Regions from separate parts of the Sus scrofa genome. Here region 2 is linked to region 1. A link is a contact called in public Hi-C data. All regions are on one chromosome and are shown on one strand. The core of a region is the stretch at or near the end of the contact, and the rest is flanking DNA. Distances in the headings are between cores, read along the strand shown. Region 1 has its middle 23 kb from the start of LDHB. Region 2 holds the start of SELENOH (selenoprotein H).

Region 1 (4,340 bases), core at 1,212-3,711:
CCTTCCTACCCCTACTAGGAAAGGTGTGTGGCCCCACCCCTAGGAGGGTTTTATACACCCCCAACCAAGCAGCAGGTGTATCTCAAGATCCTTCTTTCCCCAACCAATCAGCACGTCAGCAGGTGTATCTCGAGACCTCTCCTCTCCCTGGGTTATAAAAACAAACCACATGTCCGGTCTCTCTGATTATGAGAAAGTCAGGCTGCCGTGTTCACAGCAGTGCCTCGCCTCAATAAATTTGTCTTCTCTTCACCTTGCCTTGAATCTGGAAATTCTTCTTCCAGCCTGAGTGCACAGACCCTGACAGTGATGATTTAGGAGTTTTTTTCTTTGGTGATCCAAGTAGGCCACTTTTTGGGGAACAGCACTGCCCCACCCCCATCCCACCCCGGCCCTGCCGTGTCTGTACCTTTAGGATTTTCCTCTTGGACCGATCCTATTCCTCATAGAAGAATCTTCCAAATCCCTTTCTAGCACCAGCATTCTGAGAGCCAAGAGGAAAGGGACTGGGAGTCTCAGCATTCCATATTCTTTATGCATGTGGTCACTTTTGGTGGGGTGGTCCCACCCTTAACCCTGCCTGAGCCACGTGGGCACATAGGTCTGTTTTATCATTTCACAATATTCCTCGGATGAGAGGGGCAGTTGTCTAGCACCTTGGGTGGGAGAGAAGTTCGAGGCGTAACTGTTTCTCAGCTTTCACACATTCCTTTTGGTTTAGCATCTACTTTTTCTCCAGGGCCAGCGGTTCCTGGAACTGCCAGTTCTTGAGACGTAGCACGTTCTCAGGGTGAACCAGGTGTTTCTCCAGCTTTCTGGGACCATAAAGACTTGAAGTTCTGGCTGGTTTACTAACGACTTCCCACTCATTCCTCTCTCCAGCTTCCGAAATGCTTTTGGAATCGGTCTCTGCATCTTTTCTCCCATTCTTGTTGGTTCATTTCTCTTTTTTTCTCTCTTTAGTCTCTTTACTGGGCTTTTTAAATTGTGCTCTATAATTAATTACGGTAATTTAGAAATTAAGGACATATAATCGAAACTGGGCAGAACCCTGTGGGGCTCCTGGGCACACAAACCTTCCTCTGTCCCCCATTTCTTGTTTTTAGGGAATGAGACTCAGCCTCCACGACCTTCCCTGAGTTCCAAAGGGCAGATTCAAACAGCTGCTAATCAGGGAAGGGAGGGGATGTGGAGACCAGAGAGGAGTGATTAAGAGATAGTAAATACTGCAGCCTTGGGACAGGCTCCTTGTTCTGCTTCAAGGAATATACATAATAATATCTTCGGGTTCTTCTGCAGAACTAAAAGCCCAACAAATGAAACCAGATAGGAGGACCACCAGAACCAGTCCTGGGGCCACTAAACACCAACTTTGAAGAAGACTGAAAGCTTACATCTACCCCGATCCTTGTCTGTGACAGTATTTTCTACTCCTAAACTATAAAACCACTTCTTTTTTTTTTTTTTTTTTTTTTTTTTGTCTTTTTAGGACCACACCCACGGCATATGGAGGTTCCCAGGCCAGGGGTGAATCGGAGCTGTAGTCACAGGCCTACACCAGAGCCACAGCAACTTGGGATTCGAGTCACATCTGCAACCTACACCCCAGCTCACAGCAACGCCGGATCCTTAACCCACTGAACAAGGCCAGGGATTGAACCCGCATCCTCATGGATGCTAGTCAGGTTTGTTAACCACTGAGCCACAACGGGAACTCCCTGAAACCCCTTCTTAATCTTTCCCAAGGGAGGGCACAGTCTTTAGGGCATTAGCCTGCTATGGCCTCCTTTGCCTGGCCTTTGCCCAAAACTCTGTTTCCGTATTTCAATTCAGCACTGGTGGACAGAGGCCAAGTTTCAGCAATATAACCAAAACGCCATCAAAACTCAAAGCCCTCCCGAGTTCCCATGGTGGTTCAGCAGTAATGAACCCGGCTAATATCCTTGGAGAATTGGGTTTGATCCCTGGCCTCGCTCAGTGGATTAAGGAATCAGTGTTGCCATGTGCTGGGGTGTAGGTCGCAGACACTCCTCAGTTCCGACGCTGCTGTGGCTGTGGCATAGGCTGCAGCTGTAGCTCCGATTCAGTTCCTAACCTGGAAACTTCCATATGGTACAGGTGCTGTCCTAAAAAGCTAAAAAAAAAAAAAAAAAAAAAAAATTTATTTGGCTTATAGTCTCATTTGGAATATGAGGTGGTATGTTTTAGTTCTCTCTCTCTCTCATTTCTCCTTTATTTTTACCTCCACATTCAATTGACCTATTTAGGAGCTTTGGGGGTCCCCGATCCAAATCTCATACAGGCAGTTAGAGGGCCTGGCCTGCAGAGCCCCTGGGCTGTGGCTCATCCAGACTAGGTGGGGGAATCTTGACTCAGCTCTTGGTCACAAGGCTGTGTCTCATCCCTCTCCCCAGCCTGGAGCTGGATATGAGCCATTGCTCCTTCAGCATTTGGCAGCAGGTTTATTTCCAGCCTCCTCCCAGGAGGGCGGAGGATGAGAAATGAATACCATCCTAGCCCTGGGCTTCAGTCAGTGAGCCTGCCTCTGCCTCCCCATCTCACAAGGAACACTCTTGACTCATTTGCCACCACTAACGGCCTCTGCACCCAAATCCCAGCATGTCCACCCACCTCTTCTGGCCTGGTTTGTGCTTCTGTGCCAGCTTGGAGCCTCAAAATTGCTGGTCTGATACTTAAGCCTGACCATGCTTTCTTCCCCTTTGTTTGCTTGTTTGTTTTATCCAGTACTTGCTATGTTTGTGGCGCAGAGGGCATTCCTGAAGCATGAACTCCAACTTGATCTGGCTATCAGGAGGTATTCTTTTTTTTTTTTTTTTTTTTGTCTTTTTGCTATTTCTTTGGGCCACTCCAGCGGCATATGGAGGTTCCCAGGCTAGGGGTCCAATCGGAGCTGTAGCCACCGGCCTACGCCAGAACCACAGCAACGCGGGATCCGAGCCGCGTCTGCAACCTACACCACAGCTCACGGCAACGCCAGATCGTTAACCCACTGAGCAAGGGCAGGGACCGAACCCGCAACCTCATGGTTCCTAGTCGGATTCGTTAACCACTGCGCCACGACGGGAACTCCAGGAGGTATTCCTGAAGTCAAATATTTGAGGAGTTCCCACTGTGGCTCAGCGGGCTGAGGACCCAATGTTGCCACAAGCTGCCGCTTAGGTCACAGATGTGGCTTGGATCCAGTGTTGCTGTGGCTGTGACCTGCAGCTTTGGCTCAGATTCAGCCCCTAGCCCAGGAACTCCCATATGCCACATGTGCAGCAGTAAAAAGAAGAAAAAAAAAAAATACACACACACACACACACACACACACACACAAACTCGGATTGTGTACCTCCTCACTGTGGTGAAAATTCTGATACCGAGGTCATTTGTGATATTGAATGCCACCTTAGCCAGCCTTATTTTTGCCTCCAACTGTTGCACATTACTGAGGCACCAGGCCCGTAAGACGCAGTTAAGACTAAATACTAACTGAATCTATTCTGAATATTTAGAACTCAAAACATCATAGAGTAGAAATTCAGGGATTGAAATAAAGATTTGACGTTAACTCATTTGAGAAAAATCTGTTCTTATGGTACACAACCGTTGTGGCTCCCCGGGTTGCGGGAGGATGCAATGCGTGGTGTGCGTAGGGATTTTTAACACTGTCCAGCACGTCTTAAGTCTATTAGGATACACCTGGTATCAGAACACACTGCAAAGGGAGCAGAGGATCCAGTGGGTATAGAGGTCTTTAGAGAATCAACAGGAAGAGGGAAACAAAAGGGAATAGGAAATGACTCTCCCGCCACCAGGAAAAAGATTAAAAACAGAAAAAGATGATTATCACCAATGAAATGAAGTTTTCCTCCCTTTCTGTAACCCTCACCCTGTACAATATAAATAAGAAATTATAAACATAAGTCCACAAGCTTTATAAATACAGAGAAATTACCAGGAAGACAGCATAGCTCCTAAGGCCCTCTGGAAGGCATTAGAACATTCTATGAGGGCTGGGATTTATCTGTGTTGTTCATAGCTTTCTGCCTGGGACATACTGGGCATTCAATAATTGTCCAATGAGGAATTTCTGTTGTGGCTCAGTGGTAACAAACCCAGCTAGTATCCATGAAGATGTAGGTTCAATCCCTGGCCTCACTCAGTGGGTTAAGGATCTGGTGTTGCTTTGAGCTGTGATGCAGGTCACAGACGCAGCTCAGATCCCACATTGCTATAGCTGTGGCCAGCCATAGTTTTGTCATGGGTTGCAACAGTGGCTTGGATCTGATCCCTGGCCCAGGAATTTCATATGCCACAGGGTGACGAGAAAAGCA
Region 2 (4,340 bases), core at 1,376-3,875, 220 kb after region 1:
ACCTCTCGCCTCCTTGTTCAAACTGGGTAGAGACTGGGCTGGACATGTCCCTAACTATGGATGAAGTATTATACCCTGCTCCAGAGGCAGGCAAGGAGGCATCTGGCAACTCTGAGTTGTTGGGTCCACCTCCTGCCAGCCCTGAAGAGGAAGAGATTGATGTGGTAGACTGGACCTCAGAGGGGACTGTGCCCACGAGTATTCCCTCTGTATGGCCCGACCCTTCCTCAGAGTCAGAAACAGAGGTGGACATTCTAACGTAGTGGAATGGCAAGGGCAGAGTGGAGGTGCTGGGAGGGTGGGGATGTTGCCTCCACGAAAGGTATGCTGACAAGCTAGCACAGACCCTGTGCCCACAAGAGGCAGGTGTGCCCCTAGCTCGCCCCCCTGCCCCCAACCTGGCCTTTCGGAGCCAGGCGGAAATAGCTCCACAGGTCAAAAATTATGAATTTGAACCACTTTGCTTCTTTATAATCCATTTCCCACTTAGTGACAAACAACTGAAACAATAAACTTTGTGGTCACCAGCTCCATTAGGTCACAGGTAACGGCCAAAGCTTTATCTTTCAGGTTATAAGGCATCTAACCACTAACTCAGGAAAAGCTGCAAAAGGCCATCCTCCAGGGTCAGCGTTTTGTAGGAGAGGAAATGTTTCAGAAGATGTGAGGCAGCACTGGGATAAAACACTAAGTGGGGCGGAACACTATCCAGTACCTAATGTGTGTGGCTTCGTCACTGCCAGTCTGGCAAGTCTAGCCAAGACCTCCACAGGGGCCAGGATGAGGTACTCCACCATCACTTCCAAGAAGTAAGGTTAAAAAAAAAAAAAAAAAAAAAAAAAAAAAAAACAGCGTTGCTTTTAAAAAAAAAATACTTACTTTCCCCCTATGGTTTTACAGTTCTCCCATGTGTTCTAGCAGGGACCACAGGAATTGAGTTCCAGGTTAAGTGGTGACCCTAGGCTATGTAAAACACAAGGCAGACCAATCCCATAGGTTGGTTTGGTGCATCCCTTACCATTAAGATTAAGTTTTACTTCATTTATCATACTTTATATCAACCAAAATATTTTAATTTTTATTAAACCAAATCCAAGAACTTTTCAATGCCTTACTAGAGGAATGCCTCACGACTGAACCATCATTTCTGGAGGGGAAGAAACCACAGCTTCAGGCACATGACTGAAGTTTGGCCATGTCCCGTCATAAATGCTCCAACATCACCAGGGTCAGAAGGCTGTGAAAATGAGAGGAAAAAGTAGTTAGAGAAAGGATCAAGGCAATTACATGGCCAGCTCTCCACCCCTGAACCCACAAAGCCATGACAGCTAAATCACTGCATCTTGCACCCACATCTCACTCAACATATCAAGTGGCTGACCACATGCACTGTATGAAGCATTAGGGTGAAAGGCAGGGTCAAGTCCTGGGACCAGGAGTGAGAGTGCTACAGTGTAGGGTTATCACGTGGGGCCGTAACAGAACATACCAGTAACAAAAAAACACAAGAGGGCAGGAGTTACACAAAATTTGGCCATGAAAGAGGGGGGAAAAAATCACAACTCACACAATAAATGGGGGAAAACAGTGGAATTTACAAGAAAATGAGAGTTTTGTTGGTTTTTTTTGGATGTTAACATTTATTTTTTCATTCATCCATTCATTCATTCATTCAAGAAAATGGGTTTTTCAACCCATATAAAACTAATCTGTACACCAAGGGTAACAACTGCATCCTCTGAGGACACAACTTGCATTTCTGTAAAGAATCATCTACATTACCATGGGTATTCCACGACGTAGGTCAAAAACAATGAAATGAAACACAGAGTTAAGCTAAGGGCACACTAGGTAATTATAATTTTTTTCAGTTTTTCCCAACAGTAAAAGGAGACGCGGTATTCCCACTAGAGAAAATCCTCTAGCAGGTCCCGTGTGAAATAAGAAGCAACAGACAGAGCTACTTCGCCACACTAACATCAATCCACTCTCCCCCAACTCCCACTTCAAACCTCGGCGTGAGGACCTCTGCCCAAACCACCCTACGAGAGGTACTTCTTCAGCTCCTCCACCACCTCTTGAGGCTCAGGGAACTTAAGTTTGCGCGGGGGCCCCTTCTTAATTCCAGTCCAGAGCTCCGCACCTGGGAAAGAACCACGTAAAGCAGAATTACTACAGCCTCCCCCCGGAATCACCAGGTGGCGACGGTTTGAGACCAGCGCTTCCCCGCCTTCCACCCACGGCCCGCACCCAGACCCGGGCCCTCACTCACTGCTACCGTCGGGGCGCATCAGCGTCACCTCGAAGCTGCCCCTCCGGGGCTTGGTAGGATTCACCCTCACTGGAAGCTCCGGGGCCTCCACGCGCAGCGCCTGGCTCAGGGCCGCAGCGTTGCGCCCATAGACGCGTCAGCTCGTGCTAGTAAGAGATGAGGAAGGTCAGAGACTGGGGCCCTCGGTCTAGGGGGTCCTCGCCCGCCTCCATTACGCCCTAGGCCCCTCACCAATGCTCAATAACGACGCTGGCCTCCTCCATTCCCTTCCGGCCGCTAGCCGGCGTCTCCTGCTTCTCGGCCGCCGCGCCCAGCGCCGTCTCGGCCTTCCGCTTCCTCCCGCGGGATGCCATGGCGCCTGGAGCCGGGCTGGGAATCGAGCCGACCGGGGGAGGTACTAGGGTGGAGTCGCGGCCACCGGCAAGAGAGGCCAGCCAAACTCCGAGATCCAAACCGCAGGCCAGAAACTCGGCCTCCAGAACAAAACCTCCCTTAAGCGGCAGCAGCGTGGCGGGGGCGCGCACGTGGCCTGGAGGCGGGGCCTCTTGGGCAGAGCTACTCTGCGCGCAGTCGCGGGGGAGTCACGGGGCGCACCAGACCGAACCACCGGTGATGGGGGGACGGGCGGAGGGGCGGAGGGGCCAGGTAGCTCTGAAAGCAAGCCTGGCTCTTCCGCTTTTCCGAACTGTGCGACCAGCTGAATTGTGTGCACCTTGACCCCGTCCCTTCCCAAAATCTCCTTCCTGGGACTCGCGAGCCAAACCCAAACGAAGTCCGCAGTCTAACCCTGGGGTTGTGAAAACTAAACCTCCACTCCACAATCCTGGGGACCAATGCATGAAACTAACCAGGATGGCCTTTGAAATTAAGGAGATGGATAATTCCTCCGCAGTAGCTTGGCATCTCTAACACATGAATCACACACAAAGGCACAGTCAAAAGTAAATCCCAGTCTCTTTATTATGGAAAAACATCAACTGGCAGTGGGGAGGAGGTAGGAAGGTAAGTGAACTCCAACCATGGTAGGGGCTTTCTCCTCCAGGCCCCACCGGATGTCTCAAACTTCTATTCCTCTTCTTCGCAATCTCCATAAAATAGGGAGATTATTCCATACGAAAACTCTGAGGTTAAAGGTTTCTCCTTGGGACCAGTGACAGGCTTATACTTTTTAATGCAGGCCACAAACCAAGCCAGAAGGGCCTAAAGTAAGAATCCTTGAGGGAAAAAAATCTTAGCACTACTGCTGCATCTTGGCCTGTTGTTAGGCTTTAATCTAATCTAATCTACAGCTGTGTAGGTCCGCTAAAAGGAATAATGAAACCGGACGTGGTGGAGATGTGTGAGCGCCCAAGCTTGGTGGGAAAGCATTTCCTCCGCCACCACATAAGATGGTTCCCTCTCTCCAGTTAAAGAGCAGGCCACTGGAGTGGAGGCCTTCCTGAAGGATACCTGTCATACCTGGATGCCTCTTAAAAATCAGAAGCAATACCCTGCCCCACCTAGACGTAGCCAAACAGGAAAAACATAAATTAAAGTCCAAGGCCTCAGGCCAGGCTTGTGGTTACAGAAAGGGCAGAGCCTCAGAGGTGCCTGGGATTGACAGGAGAGGAAGCACTGAGAGCAGGGATCTTATTTGTCTTTCTTGCTCTCCTGATCTGGCGCTGCAGTGGGCGTTTGGGCTATAGGCTCCTCCTCGGGAATATTATCACCAGCCTTTGACACCTTCTTGGCCCGATGATACAGCTCATTCAAGTTGAATTCTCGAATCACATTCTCCTGTGAAAAAGAGATGCACACATCAGGGTTCTGGTTGGAAAGGACCCTGGGAAGTACACTTGACCCCTGAACAATGGTGTGGTTAGGGATGCCAACCCTCTTTGCAGCCCAGAATCCACCTATAAGTTAGTGTCAGCCTTCTGTATTCACAGATCCTAGAATCTGTGGTTCCACATGTACAGATTCAAACTGCAGGGATTGTGTAGTACTGTAGTATTTATTACTGAAAAATATTCACAGAAGTGGATCTGTACAGTTCTAACCCATTTGTTTAAGGGTCAGTTGTATTTAG

What was found. Hi-C and Micro-C count contacts between places; a contact is called where the count stands out from the background.
Region 2: a contact with region 1 is called in a Hi-C map of embryonic fibroblasts, with 2.6 times the contacts expected there. The contact joins the promoter of SELENOH here to the enhancer-like site in region 1. A contact is called at or near these places in 5 of 47 Hi-C or Micro-C datasets (embryonic fibroblasts, epiblast stem cells, heart right ventricle and 2 more) and 1 of 2 datasets of contacts at active chromatin or transcription factors (skeletal muscle).

What each region holds. Positions count from the first base shown.
Region 1 is chr2:13,010,845-13,015,184 of Sscrofa11.1, forward strand. No RefSeq gene overlaps it. Among named protein-coding and RNA genes, the nearest start is that of LDHB, 23 kb to the left of the region's middle. Within about 2 kb of position 2,462, at least 17 of the 83 cell types and tissues checked have an H3K27ac peak or open chromatin away from gene starts, as enhancers often do. A contact at or near this core is called in embryonic fibroblasts and skeletal muscle, where this site is marked.
Region 2 is chr2:13,227,254-13,231,593 of Sscrofa11.1, forward strand. SELENOH (selenoprotein H) reads right to left here and starts at 2,626. Exons shown (of 3, transcript NM_001184948.1): 1 at 2,504-2,626; 2 at 2,273-2,418; 3 at 2,043-2,143. The coding sequence starts at 2,625. The coding sequence ends at 2,043. TMX2 (thioredoxin-related transmembrane protein 2) reads right to left here. Exons shown (of 8, transcript XM_005660896.3): 8 at 3,210-4,048. The coding sequence ends at 3,902. BTBD18 (BTB/POZ domain-containing protein 18) reads left to right here. Exons shown (of 4, transcript XM_021083027.1): 4 at 1-534. The coding sequence ends at 263.